Linked DNA regions of Mus musculus: region 1 is linked to region 2. A link is a contact called in public HiChIP or PLAC-seq data. All regions are on one chromosome and are shown on one strand. Each heading gives the region's core, a stretch centred on a gene start, on an enhancer-like site or on the middle of the called end of the contact. The rest is flanking DNA. Distances are from core to core; before and after follow the strand shown. Region 1 holds the start of Tet2 (tet methylcytosine dioxygenase 2). Region 2 overlaps Arhgef38 (Rho guanine nucleotide exchange factor (GEF) 38).

What was found. HiChIP or PLAC-seq counts read pairs in DNA pulled down with a chosen protein or histone mark.
Region 1: an H3K4me3 HiChIP or PLAC-seq map of embryonic stem cells shows a contact between it and region 2, with 6 times the contacts expected there. The contact joins the promoter of Tet2 here to the enhancer-like site in region 2. A contact is called at or near these places in 4 of 39 promoter capture datasets (the 3T3-L1 cell line, cranial neural crest, hippocampal neurons and 1 more), 2 of 484 Hi-C or Micro-C datasets (cerebral cortex and granulosa cells), 2 of 115 datasets of contacts at active chromatin or transcription factors (bone marrow-derived macrophages and embryonic stem cells) and 1 of 9 other capture datasets (adipose tissue).

What each region holds. Positions count from the first base shown.
Region 1 is chr3:133,542,160-133,549,277 of GRCm38.p6, reverse strand. Tet2 (tet methylcytosine dioxygenase 2) reads left to right here and starts at 4,888. Exons shown (of 11, transcript NM_001040400.2): 1 at 4,888-5,078.
Region 2 is chr3:133,108,258-133,115,593 of GRCm38.p6, reverse strand. It overlaps Arhgef38 (Rho guanine nucleotide exchange factor (GEF) 38), which reads left to right. Exons shown (of 14, transcript NM_001368752.1): 14 at 1-3,316. Ints12 (integrator complex subunit 12) reads right to left here. Exons shown (of 7, transcript NM_027927.4): 7 at 4,606-6,759. The coding sequence ends at 6,175. Among named protein-coding and RNA genes, the nearest start is that of Ints12, 20 kb to the right of the region's middle. Within about 2 kb of position 2,148, at least 3 of the 459 cell types and tissues checked have an H3K27ac peak or open chromatin away from gene starts, as enhancers often do.

The sequences.
Region 1 (7,118 bases), core at 3,639-6,138, 430 kb before region 2:
CCAAGATTATATAGTGATGCTGGAGAGACAGGATGGCGGTGGAGGGATTTGAGTATTTGGGGGGCTGAAGAGATGGCCAGGCAGTTATGAAATCTTGCTCAGTTCTTGCAGAGGATCTGAGTTCTTCTCTTAGTGAGCACCCACATTGGGCAGCCCACAACAGCCTGCAGTTCTACTGTTAGGGGATCTGATGCCTCTTCTGGACTCTTCAGGCACCACACATGATGCGTACACATACACTCTGGACCACACACATACCCATTCAAAAAATACATACCACCATTAAATTTCCCATCTATTATTAAGCATAGAAAGATATATAATTATGTATATATTCCTACAGTTAGTCAAGAAACACTCCTGGAAGTAGATGGCTTACTACTGATAAGAGTAATAAGTACCCACACACATACTTGGAGTCTTAGTTAATCCTTGCAACAACACTGTGTTTAACAGTGCTTAAGGGCTGAGAAAAAAAAAAAACTAATTCAGGAAGTTATGTAACATGTCTGAGTTCACACAGAAAGAGATCCAGGCAGATTTTCTGAAGTCTATTCAACTCCAAACCCCACACTTTAAGCAACTCTTATACTATGCACGACATAAATGCATTCAATGGTCCGTGTAGAATTTCACATCCAAGTCAAGAAAAAAATATATAAGAATTCTGTGTTTTAAAATTCAGCAGTAAATTTAACTCCACAGGAAATGCTTATGGGAAGACAATTTTGCTCAGTTAATACAAAATCAGAAATCTGATTTATTTCTTTTCTCCTTCTGCTCTTCTGTTTACAAATAAGTAATTACCATGGGCACAGTTCAGACATAACTCCTTGCCCTTTAAGACATAAGTCCAGTGTGCAACTAGTGCTGTTAGGAGCCAGGTTCTCACTGGGAAATGGAATTGGTGGCAGTCTGTGAAAGGGTGCAGGCAGGGATACTGGGTCCTTTAAGACTAACTGCATGCCATCCCCAGCAGTCAGGCCTAATGACTAAACTAAGGTGAGGTACAGGAACCTGAATAGGAAGGGAGAGTATGGAAGTCCTGTGTTCTCCTCCTGCATTCTGATACATGGGTGTGTGCACTCAACAATCATGCCCCCACACACCTTATTTATTATTTAAGATTTATTTATTTATTTTACCTATAGGAATACACTGTAGCTGTACAGGTAGTTGTGAGCCTTCATGTGGTTGTTGGGAATTGAATTTAGGACCTCTGCTCACTCCGGTTAACCTCGCTCCGGTCGGTGCCCCACTCACTCCAGCCAAATGATTTATTTAGTATTATAAGTACACTGTTGCTGTCTTCAAACACACCAGAAGAGGGCGTCAGATCTCATTATGGGTAGTTGTGAGCCACCATGTGGTTGCTGGGATTTGAACTCAGGACCTTCGGAAGAGCAGTCAGTGCTCTTCTTACCCGATGTGCCATCTCCCCATCCCTACACACCTTATTTATAAAATAATATTTCTTATTTGTGTATGTGTGTGCATGTGTGTATCACAGCAAAATTGTAGTGGCCATATGACAACTTAGTAAATCAGTTCTCTCATTCCATCTCCACGAGGGCTCTGGAAATCAAAGCCCGGTTGCTCTACTCAGTGGCAAGCACCTTTTACATGCCTTCTAACACCTGCTGGCCAGCTTTCCAAAAGCTTCCAGAGTTTAGCCTTGAAGAGAAGTCAAGATGAAGGTCAGCACATGTGGGTCATAGTATCTGCTGCCCTTCGTTCTGGGCCAGGCTGTGGTAGGATGGGAATCCTATTACTTCCTACCCCTGGGTTAGTCCTGAGTGTGCTCTGACTCTCAATGCATCAGACATTAAATGCCGAATAGCCAGGGCAAGACTCCTGAACTATGATGAGAATTTCAGTTTCTAAATGGGGATTTTGTTTAAGACAGGGTCTCGTGTATCCCAGACTGGCCTAGAATCCAGTGTAGCCACGTGAGTATGACCATGGGCAGGTCATCCTTCCGTCCCAAGCTCCTGGATCACAGGCCTGTCACCATGGCTTGAGCTTCTCTGAGCAGAAAAGGCAGACAGAACACAGGACCAAACAACAGGCTTGCCTAGATAATCCTCGGAGGATTCCAAAGCTGGCTTCTAGGGGCACTGTAGACACTGGTGAGGCTTCAGAGGCTGCCCCTGCTAAACTTTAACTCTGACAATGACTCTGGTTTTGAGGAAGTCCTCAACAGGAATAGTATGGCTATTTTAGCTCTGGTCACTAGCTGGCAGTTTTGGATTTCCACAGGAACTCAACAGACTCTTGGCAGTGCTTGGTAAACAAATAGAAACGAGCCTGGAGAGATGGCTCCGAGGTTAAGAAAGAGCACTTGTTCTTGCAGAGGACCTAGTCTTAGTTCCCAGCACCCACACAGCAGCTCAAAATCATCTGTAACTGACTCCCACTCCTTGACCTCCTGGGCACCAGGCCAACACACAGTACACAGATATACACACCAGCAAAACACTCATACAAATAAACTAATTAATTAATAATCATAATTTTTTTAAAAGGCCAGACAAAGCAGGTGAACAAGGCAAGCTGATTTCTATTGAGTCTGTATTGGCTAGTTTTGTGTCAACTTAACACAGGCTGGAGTTATCACAGAGAAAGGAGTTTCAGTTGAGGAAATGCCTCCATGAGATCCAGCTGTAAGGCATTTTCTCAATTAGTGATCAAACAGGGAGGTCCCCTTGTGGGTGGTGCCATCTCTGGGCTGGTAGTCTTGGTTCTATAAGAGAGCAGGTTGAGCAAGCCAGGGGAAGCAAGCCAGTAAAGAACATCCCTCCATGGCCTCTGCATCAGCTCCTGCTTCCTGGCCTGCTTGAGTTTCAGTCCTGACTTCCTTTAGTGATGAACAGCAATGTGGAAGTGTGAGTTGAATAAACCCTTTCCTCCCCAACTTGCTTCTTGGTCATGATGTTTGTGCAGGAATAGAAACCCTGACTAAGACAGAGTCTAAGCCAACTGGTCTACATAGTTTCAGATGAACCAGTGCCACACAGTGAGACCCAGCCTCAAAAAGAAAAAAAAAATAATTTAAAAATAAGGTGCTGTAGAGCCCAGGTAAATATTTTGATTACTGATTTGTGAGATCACACCTTGGTAACTGTTTCTAAATGGAAGAAACATTGTTTCCTTAGAACTTACTTTAGGCAATCTTCTCTGCAACAATGTAACACAGAGTAACAATGTGCCACATAGAGGTCCTGGCCTTTCCTGTGTGAGTACATACATCTATGAGATTTTACAAAGAGGAAGTGTTTACATTTCATGAAATTAAGGGAAAATGTTATGGCTATTTGCTTCTTCTTCTTCCTTCCTTCCTTCCTTCCTTCCTTCCTTCCTTCCTTCCTTCTTCTTCCTCCTCCTCCTCCTTCTTTTCTCTCTCTCTCCTTTCTTTTCCTTCCTTTCTTCTTGAAACAATCTAACTACAATACCCAGCTAAATTCAAACTGTCAGACATCCTACTGCCTCAGACTTCTAAATGCTGTGATTGCAGGTCTGCTCTTTCTTTTCAAAATTTATGTGGTGTGTGTGTGTGTGTGTGTGTGTGTGTGTGTGAGAGAGAGAGAGAGAGAGAGAGAGAGAGAGAGAGAGTTAGAGAGAGAGTTAGTTGGTTCCAGGCCTCATTTCTAAAGAACACCCACCCACACACACACACAAAGAAAGGGTGCATTACAGACAATATAATAGTGTTAAAGTAGACTTAAGGTTGCTGTGAACGCAACCGATCCCACAGAAGAGGTTCCCAGATTACCTATTAAAACGTAACATTCAGTGACTGAAAACTTGAAGACAGGAGGAGGGTGGGTGGATGTGTGAGCACAAATTTCCTAAACTACTGTCTCATGATTCCTATGAATTTGCCTCGATCTCATCTTCAAAAGTTAATAATTACCAAAAGGAACATTTAAAATGTAAGTTTAAAAAACGGAAGTGCCAGCAGAAGAGCTGGTGCGCACAAGCCTTGAACTTCAGGGAAAACTGAGCGCTCTCTGCTTGTTCGGAATTCAGCTTCCCACAAGGCGGTTTCTTCATTACTTTACCGTACGGAGTGGAAATTTGTGCAAAATAGAGGAACTTACGGGGGCGCCTTGAACATTAGAAACTGCTGGCTTAATTCTTTCGAGTGACAAGCAGGGGCTCGGTGACACCGCTCCTCTGGGCTCTGCGAGACAGCACCCCCTGCGCGGCCCACGTGGCCAAAGTAAACAGAAGGTGGGCCTGGGCGGGGAGAGCCCCGGCGCCGCCGGATTGCTGCAGAGTGGAGACTTTAGCGCCCAGGCCCCTCTAGCTCTCCCGGCACGGCCTTTGGGGAAATGGGGAGCGGCTTGGCTGGGCGACAGGGAAGGGGGTGGCAGGGTGTGGGGGCGAGTGGGGAGACGACTGGTGAGGTGCTGGCAGCGGGAGCGCGGGGAGCCAGGGGCCCCTGGAGCGCGCAGGAGGGCGCAGAGTTTCCAAGTGCCTACGCGGCCCCCGCGGGAGACAGAGGCGCGGAGGCCGCCCACGCGTGGGTGTGCGGCCGGCGGCACCCGGGGCTCAGGAAAGGCCGGGGAGGAGCCGAGCAGAGGAGGTCCCCTAGCCCCCCGCGAGGGAGTGAGCGCGCAGCCGGGACTCGCCGCGCCCCCGCGAGGGAGCGAGCGCACGGCCCCGGGTCCCGCCGCGTCCCCGCGAGGGAGCGAACGCACGGCCCCGGGTCCCGCCGCGCCTCCGCGAGGGAGCGAGCACACGGCCCCGGGTCCCGCCGCGTCCCCGCGAGGGAGCGAGCGCACGGCCCCGGGTCCCGCCGCGCCTCCGCGAGGGAGCGAGCGCACGGCCCGCTCCCGCGCTCGCGCCCGCTCCGCTCGCATGCCAGTCACGTCCGCCCCCTCGGCGGCCGCCTGAGAGCCGGCCCCGCCGAGCCTAGAGAACAGACGTCAAACTGCCTTATGAATATTGATGCGGAGGCGAGGCTGCTTTCGTAGAGGAGCAGAAGGAAGCAAGATGGCTGCCCTGTAGGATTTGTTAGAAAGGAGACCCGGCTGCGACGGCGGTGGACTGCGAGGCTGAGGGACCAGAACCAGGTCAGAGCGCTGAGGTCCGCGCCTGTCTCTCTCTCTCTCTCTTTCTTTCCTCGCTCTTGACGGCTGCGGAATGGTCCCTTTCCAATCTCCCTCTCTTTCTCTCGGCCTTGCGGGGACTGTCATGTCACCCACAAATACTAAGAGGGAAGAGGGAAGCCTCACAAATTACAGGAGCTTCTTCAACATGGCTGACAAATATAGTTTTAATTCAGCACCCCCTTCTCCTGCGACCTGCACTTCTGTGGTCCCTTCTTCCTGCTAATGCGTGTCTCCCCTCTGTACCCAGAAAACTTACCTTTGTACCTCCCACCAGCCGCTCTTCTGGCCTTTTAGTCTCAGGAAAGTGAGTGTTTTCTTGGGGCTGCCTTCCTGAAAGAGTTCATCTTTGGGGACCACCACTTTCTCTTTTGATCCTCCTCTCCCCTGTTCTTAGTATAAGTCCAGGGAGCCCCTAGTTCATCCTCAGACACCCCGGAAAGAACACTGACCCGGTGTGTTTGACTCTTTTATCTCCAGTAGTGCTTGTTTGGGTCCTGTTCTGGGTTTGTGTCTCTGGCTTCCAACACGTTTGTCCCCTCGTGGACTACACTAGACAGATGTCACAGTGTGTAGATTCAGGATCCACTACGTGGAGGGCTTTTTTTTTTTTTTCCATTCTTTCTTTTTTTCTCTTGAGTCCTCGCGTTTTGTTATTGGCGCTAAGTGAGAGGGGAAAGAATAGTTTCTCTGCTCCCTGAAACAAGACCAGAACCCACTTTTCTCAAGGTTCACAAGCTCAGAGTGGGCTGTGCCTTCCAGTTTGGGAAATGTGTGTAAGAGAATCTGTGCAAATCTGTGTGTTGGCTTTGTGCTGCCCCCGAATCAGCTCGTTCTGTTCCCCTTAAGTGACAGGCACACACAAAGGCAGGCGCAGGCCGGGGGAGGGGGCGGGCGAAGCGTTTGGAGTTGGAGAAGGCAAGGTCAGGGGCGCCCGAAGAAATGAAACCCAATCCCAGAGAAGATCTCTAACAAGTCCCATCCCAAATTTCCTTCACTCTGGCACTCACTCTTTTATTTGGTCGTTCACAAACACCCCTCCTCACTCTTCACTCAGAGCTTGACTCTCTTCCCTAGACCTGCTTGCTAACTGTTAGAAAGCTTATAGGGTTTCTTCTATGGAGAGTTTTCTACGTTTGGCGAAACCAAGTGAGGCCTGGCCAGACTCTTGAGAAGGTCCTGTTAAAAGACATGATACTTGCTTGTTAATGGCTTAATTGATAGATTTTGTTTGCTTTGAGCAATTTTTGGAATAGAATTAGGTTTGTTTGTTTGTTTGTTTTGTTGTTTTTCCCAAGTTGTTTGCTTAAAATTTAGCAAAATGTTGTGGTGTTTGTCTATCTGGGGAGCAGAATAAATCTGTAGATTTAAAAATCACAAGTCACATACTGTACTTTGCTCTAATTAGGATTATAATGCTAAAATTCATACTCAGAATTCATCAGCAAAGAACCATCATAAGGATAAGATTACATGTACGGGAAGTTGGGATTCACAGAGAAAATATATTGGTTTGGTTTAAGACTGTGGGTATTGTAGCCTAGCTAATGAAATCATTACATTTGCATTTTAATGGAAAGTTGAAATACTGAAGAGGAGTTGCATTCTTCTCCATGTCTGTATGTGTGTTTTATAATGTGTTTTGAGTACAATATAAATTACAACATAATAAATATTATTTTTAAAAATTTTATTAAGCAGAACAGTGTTTGTGAAAGATTGGGGCTTAAACTTAAGATCAGTATGGGTTGATCTGATTACAGGGTAGAGGGAAAGGCATGTCACTGCATAAATCAAGTTTCCAAACCCTTAGGAGTTCACTTTACAAGTCTTTCTGATTTGGTTCTCAGAAATGAGAACTGTGGCTAAGTTTGCTTAAGGCTGGGTACTAGGGACTCATTCACATGACCAGAGGGTAAAACATTACTCATCCCTGAACAGAGCAGTTCATTGGCTCTGACTTGCCCTGAAGTGGTAGAGGAAACAGAGCTTTTTTTCCCCCCT
Region 2 (7,336 bases), core at 899-3,398:
TGGGAGAGAAGAATGAAGAGTCAAAATTCATTATTTGTACTTTTTTTTGTTTTGATTAAGCATTATGAAAGTGTAATGGTTTTAAAGCTGTCATAAATGATGACTGATGAGGCTTTAATGAAGAAACATTTTTGGATCGCTCTGATTTAGAAGGTACATGGGCAGTGTTCATTCTACTTCAGAGCCAAGATTTAAGTAGTTTTAGTGGCCAGTTTGTATTCAGACAAGGTGCGGAGGATTGCATTAGCTATAACATCATGGTAGGGCATTATGCTTCAAATTCGGCTACTCCTCTGAGAGCTGTCCTCCAAAACTTTAGGCCTATTCAGTCAAGGTATTATTGGATTAACATAGAGAAAGTGGGACAGATGTGGAGATGAAGTGAACCCAGGCAGGTGCTCAGAAGGAAGGAAGGAAAATGAAAGTCTTTGGAGGTAACAACTCAATAGAGAATATTTTATGAAGACCAAAACGTCTGGCATGTTTACTTGGTCAGCATTATCAAATAGTTGCTGTTTATCAGGAACTCTGATAACTTTGAGGGCTTTAGCACAGTGCAAATCAATGCAGTGCTCGGCTATGCCAAGTTTAGTTTAATGAGGACAACAGTGATATCCTAGAAGTAAAGCCACGATGACTATGACTGATAAGCAGAGTGTGTTTAAGATAATGGGACAGTGAGACTTCTAATTTTGTTTGATTTTTAGTGGTTACTCTTACAATTACAGTAGATTTTCATTTCCCATAAAATCCTAATGACATTTTAAAAAATGTGTTACTTTGAAAGATTTGATATACTCAATATATATAATATATAACATATATTATATACATCATTTATATGATATGATAATCATATATATGGTTACATCTATTACTGAGCAATATCTACAACAAAATAAAGAGTTCTACAACAAAATAATCCAGCTGGCTGAATACGATACCTGCTCCCCAAACCAGAAATAGAATTCTATTATGAAAGAAACAGCTTATACTACTACTAAGTGCATTAAAGTAGCTTTATAAAGTTCTTGTGACTTTGATTTAGTATAAAGTTTTCTTTTTTAAGTAGGGCAACAAAATACTTTCTAAAAGATATTAGAGACTTTAAAAAAGATTAGTTGCTCTTTAAATTCAATTTTAAAGCATGAATTTGTTTGCCTAAGGTTAAGCAAAAAGAAATCCAAAGTTGCTACTTAAGGACACTATGAAAATGTCGAAAGAGGCATGATTTATTCATGGCTGTGTGCACCTGCACACCTGTACACCAAACTTCAATGTTTTACACAAAAATGAAGGATTATATAAATAGCACAGTTGTGCTTTCTGGCTGAAATCAGTGATTAGATGCAGGAGAAGTTTTGTGTACTGATGTGGCCCTAGGAGTGATGCTTCCTGTCTGACCTGTGAAAAATCCATGCCAGGAAAAGCAACCCTTGAGTTAACTCCTGAGAAAGAACTGTCATGAAGCCAGTGACTGCAACTTTCCTATCATGATGAGCACTTTACTATACATGAGCTCTGAAAAATTATATACGACCTTCATTTTCTACTTCTTTTACTTAAAATCAAGTACCCTGTAATTCTGAAATTAGACATTATTTTAATAGACCTCAGAAAAATACATTTCCAAGATAGCTTATAGGTTGTATATATATGTAAGCAATTCAAAAGATTAAGCCATTAGTTGCATTGTTATAATTACAACTAGGCATGCTAATGTATTTTGTTATATTCCTTTTTAAATTAATATTATACAGAATAGGATCCTCTGAAGTGGGCAATATTTTGTTTACCAAGATGAAGAGGAAGCTTTTGTAGCTAGTTTTTTTTAAATAAATAAAAATATATGCATCTTATTTACATTTCATTTTGAGATTCTAGTAGTTAAAAACTACTAGTATATATAATATAGAGTGTAAAATATCTGTCTGGTAATATAAAATTATCATTGGTGCAGATTCATGAAAAAAATCACAAAGCCACTTTCTTAACCTATCTTATACTTCAGAAAAAATATCTTGACTTTGAAGGACAGGAGGAGGTAAGGAAGAGATAAATGCATGTTTAGTCACAGCAGTGAAGCAATGGGTACCAGATGTTAAATGCTGGAACATTCCAAATCGTTCCAAAATACAATCCAGATTTAAATACAATCCAGATTTTGAGAAACTGCTTTTAAAATGCCTGATGCTATTTGTAATGAACACAGTCTGGGTGGTTTACACAAAGGGTTGTTTCAGCTACTGAGACATGGAATTGTCACTTCTTGGATCTTTATTTACCACATTGACTTCAACAGAGCTGTATGAATAAAAGGAGGAAATTATAAGAAATAAAGCCCTCACCCTTTAAGTTGTTTGTAGTACTACAGCTTCCTAATATATGCACTGCATTGCTAACTAGTGAAAATATTCAGACCTTACAAAATTCAGACCAAATGATCCTATACGTTTATATTATGGTCAGTGAGGTGGTTGCAGTTCACTGAGTAGACAGACACTGGACCTGGAATCCTGTAGGAATAGATTCTGTGTAAAGAATACAAATCTTCAAAGTCTAATTCTGTAGTTGCTTCCTTCTCTATACACACATAGATGTAAAATCAATCCAGTCCAAACTATAGTACTTCAGTTCTACTGGCTCTCACCCTGGGGTCTTTACGTAGCTACGATTTTCACGGTTGTACACTCTGGTTAGATGCAGGTAAATTTTGCGTATTTTGAAAAACAGGTCAACACGTTGGAAAAGACTAGACCTAAGATGTTCTTGGTTGGAAATCCTGGGAATATATTTTTACTAAATTAAATTTGTTTTGTTTTGCTTAAAATTCCACTGAGGCATCTGAATGTATCCATCACATTTCTAATTTCTTCTGACTTTTGTACTACTAAAATTTCATGTTGTTAAAAGTGATGTATTTCCTGTGAAACCTGGGGTCGTGACAATTTATAATTGTAACTAATAAAACTACTATCATGCCCTCGTCAAGATCTGGAATCATCTAACTTTTAAATACAGATGTGCTTTTATAGTGGACTTATAACCTGATATACTCACCATGTGTTTAAAACATCCTGATCTACTGACTATCACATTGTTCAGAAAGTCATTGCTATATAGAGAGTATCAGTTGCTTGGTGGCATGATCACATGAATACTGGGAGCTGCAACCTTTTGCCCCTGCCTGGAAATGAAATAGAATTTCAGAATATGTGAGCAACACAGGAAGATGACTTGAAGTGCAGATGCAACTAAATGTATGTGACTTTCACACTACTGAAAAATAAGAAAACAGTAAAGCATTATAAACCAGGGGTTGTTTGTATTAAGTCTTTTCATTTTATCTCATCTGAACTGCGTTTTATAAAGTAGGAAACTAACACAAAGGAGTTGAAGACCAGATCATTGCATCTTAAGACCAGCATTCTTTCTGTGTCATTTCATCTATTTTCAATTCACTAAATTCTATGCTTGATCTCATAAATTACAATATGAAAAACAGGAAAAGGATACTGACCAGGATAGTTCGAATTGTCAATTCTAAATCTCTACAAGAACACTTGCTGTTGTGGTTGTTAATGTGCAATGTTTCCCCTTGGCTCCTATGTTTCATCATTTTGTTGCCATCTGGTGGTGCTTTTTGGAACGTTATGGGATCTAGAGGAAGTGGAGACTTACTAGAGGAAACAGTCACTTGGGGGTTGGGGGGAGGGCTTTGAGGTTTTATACCCTGCTCTATGTCTTGTTTCCTGAAAGCTGAGACAAACTCATCAACTGGCCTCATGGTCTGGTGCCCTGCTTTCACCATCATGATGGATTCTGTCCCTTGAGAGCTGTAAGCCCAAATAAACCCTTTCTCTTTTAGGTTGCTTTTGTCAGAGTATTTTATCACAACAGAAGAGAAAACTAAGACACCTTCTCACTTGTTCACTCATTCACTGGAGAGCTGGAGATTCCAATGCTATTCAAGACAAAACAAGCTCTCTACCCCTCATATAACTCAAGTGTTAGAAATCCTTGTTATACATAACCAAAAAAAAAAAAAAAAAAACCCATACTATTGCTACTTTCATAACTGCTTCTTGTAGTATACTTGATGAGGAAAAAAATAAAGGCCTATGAGCTAGTTAATTTATAATAATTTATAATATCAAATATATACCTTAAAAATACCAAATTTAGGCCCTTACTACACACACACACACACGCACACAAATTACCTATACAAAGAATCCTATTCACTGAAAGATAAATTACTTCCTAAACTCATTAAAATTTCCAACTAGTGCCACAAATATCAAAAATAATTGCTTCTCTCAGATCCAGCACACTTTCTGTAATGAGACTAAAATTTTTTTACTTCAAAGCTAATATGTAAACTGTACTAAGCATTATTTCTCTAATGTCTTCAAGGAAGTGAATTTCAATAACTGTAATAGCTGTTGATATAAACTTGTGTCAGGTCATTTTGTTAAGTCAAAATTGCATTTGAAGTATAAACAAACTGTTTTGAACTCTTTATAAAGGGGATATGGAGTTTATACCAAACCAGTGTTAATGAACAGAAAGGTGATTCACAAAACAAAAACATCTACAGGCACATTTTTAAGTATATAAATAGATATTTATTCCATCTCTAAATTTTGAGTTTATTTCAATATTGGTTTCTAATTTATTATGAACAATTTAACGCCATTATTTAACAGTTTAAAATACTTCCATAGAAAAAGACCAAGCTTAATTTAAAAGTTTTCTCTTTTACAATGATTATCAATTTATTTTTAGAATAATGATGTTAGAACATCTAGGGATAAAGATACACTGAGATTAGATTTAAAGCAATTTGACTCAATGAATATAGGAAATCACAAGATTCATTTTTGGGAAATAATGAGGTATTCATTGATTATAAAAAAGAAAGGAAGCTATTTTTCTATAATACATTTACTGGTCAGATACAGAAAGTATTCTCTGTTGGGGTATGTACATATATACATATATATATGTAAACTAATGGGTAATTCATTAGCTTACAAGACAATGGCTTGGACCATGTATATAGGATCACATCACGGCAAGAGTTCAGAGGAGATTTTGCCCAAGGGTCAATTCTGGGATAGCCTTTTATAACTCCACTCTTGGCCAGAATTAGTCAGTGGACATATGAGGACTAATTAATCCTTCCCAAGGGCATACTCTTCCCCCAACAGGCTCCACCTGTCAACCACCAACTCCATTGCCATATTGGGGATTATGCTTCCTAACACATAAAACCTTAAGACAAACCATATCCTAACAATATTCAAAGCATATGAGCACGTTCTGACAGAAACCTCAAGGACTAATCATTAGGTAGGAGCCTCTTTCATACAAAGATAAACCACACCAAACGTTCTTGAAGTATTAAAAACAGCTTGTCCTTTCACCATGAGGAAGAAGCTGGGTGCAAACTAGTCATAAATGCCCATCTGCCAAGCCTCTTGGAAATGGATACTCTTCTCAATGATTCTCAGAATGTGCAACCAGGATGAGCCAAGTCAGCATTTATTAAATGTACATATCTGCACATATCCACACACTGGCCAGGTACGGAAAGTGGGCAACGTGAGAAAGTATACTGTATGAGCATTCATAATCTACTGGAATAAATAACGCCCTAAGTAATTGATAAGGGGTGGTTGAGAGCTAAAGACATGATAGGGAGCTATGGGAAATCACTTTCAAAATTAATTTTGATAAAAGAGGAGGTAATTGGAGAGAGATACTAGCTGACATGAGGACAATGACTGACACTGAACATTTCAGATTTTATAAAACGCTGGAACACTTTCTATTGAGTTGTCCCTGCCACCCATAAGGTACCAGGTGAGCCATTTCTTTTCATCTGTATGCGCCATCAATTTCTTGAAGCTCTTGTCATGCATCAGTCATTATAATCACTATTTTCACACACTATGGAAATTAAAAATGCTAAACAGACTGAAATAAATAGATCCAAGTTTGGCTAAATAATATTAGCATTTTAATGTAACAAACAATAGAGATTTGATCAAGATTTTTATTAAGGTACAGTACATTACAACTTTTGTCCCAGTAAGGGTTTTATTTTGTTTGTTTTGTTTTGTTTTTTAAGTTTTAGAGTAATATGATATAAAAATCTATCTGGCCATATTACTTCTTGAGTTTCTTTTGGGCAGCTTTCTTCTTGACCATCTGTAATCGCTTCATTGCGTTGAGCTGTGATTCTTGAGAAGTTGGACCTTTAAGAGATGCTGAGGTACTGCTGCTGGTCTCTGATGTGGCTTTGCTGGTGGTACTTCCACTGGGCCCCGTTGTAGCACTATTTCCATTCCCACTCAATTGGCTGCTGCCTCCAGGAACTAAACTACTAGGACTAGGAAGACCCACTTTGCTGACGTTATCACAACTCACTGAGCGACTCAGGCCAGTCTTGCCTAAGGTTAGTGGTGGAAGCGGTTTCAACGGGACAGAGGGGCTAGTGCTGTTACCAGAACCTATTTTGGAACCTATTCCACCTTTGGATGATGTTGCCAGACCAGTCAAACCCACAGGCTTCTGGTTAGAGGATGAGGCAGCAGGTTTTCCACTACTGTTTTGTGCTGCTGAATTCAATTTTGCTGTTGATGGACCAGCTGAAGAAGTTTTGGCTGCAAAAGCTGCCCATCCAGTTAGGCCACTAGTTACTGAAGAGGACACGTTGTTACTAGAAGAATTTCCTGAAATAACCGTGGATGGCTAAAAAAAAATAAAAAATATAAGTCTTACATTAGAGCCAAATATAATCAACACCTGTATGTCTTTGAATATAAATGCTTACTTGTATATAAAGAAGTAATGCATGGACAATATGGACAACAAAACAAAATTAGGTTCTTATGAAGCTGAATTGGGAAACACATGGGCGTTTCTGTAGTCAGGGAGACTGCTACACAACTTGCAGTTCCTGAATGCCACACTGTTTTAATGACTCCAGAGAAAATACATGAAATTCTTTTTGGGAACTGCCCTAAGATTCAGTCACAAACGACAGAAGAGAATCAGATTTAGTTCTTCAAGTCACTTTTCTTACCACCCAAAGTTTCACCTAGCTCATGACACTTTTAAATCCAATCTACTTTAATTTAAAAAAAAACAACCAAACCAAAAAAAACTGTTTACACACAAGACACTCAGGAGAAAATACCTAAGACAAAGATTCAATCATTGATAGATGTGTTAAAGGAAATGTCTATATAGAAGTTCTACACTCACTTAAAATAATCAAGTTGCCACAAAAATTTCAACATCTATTCTACTATAAAATATCCTCAGA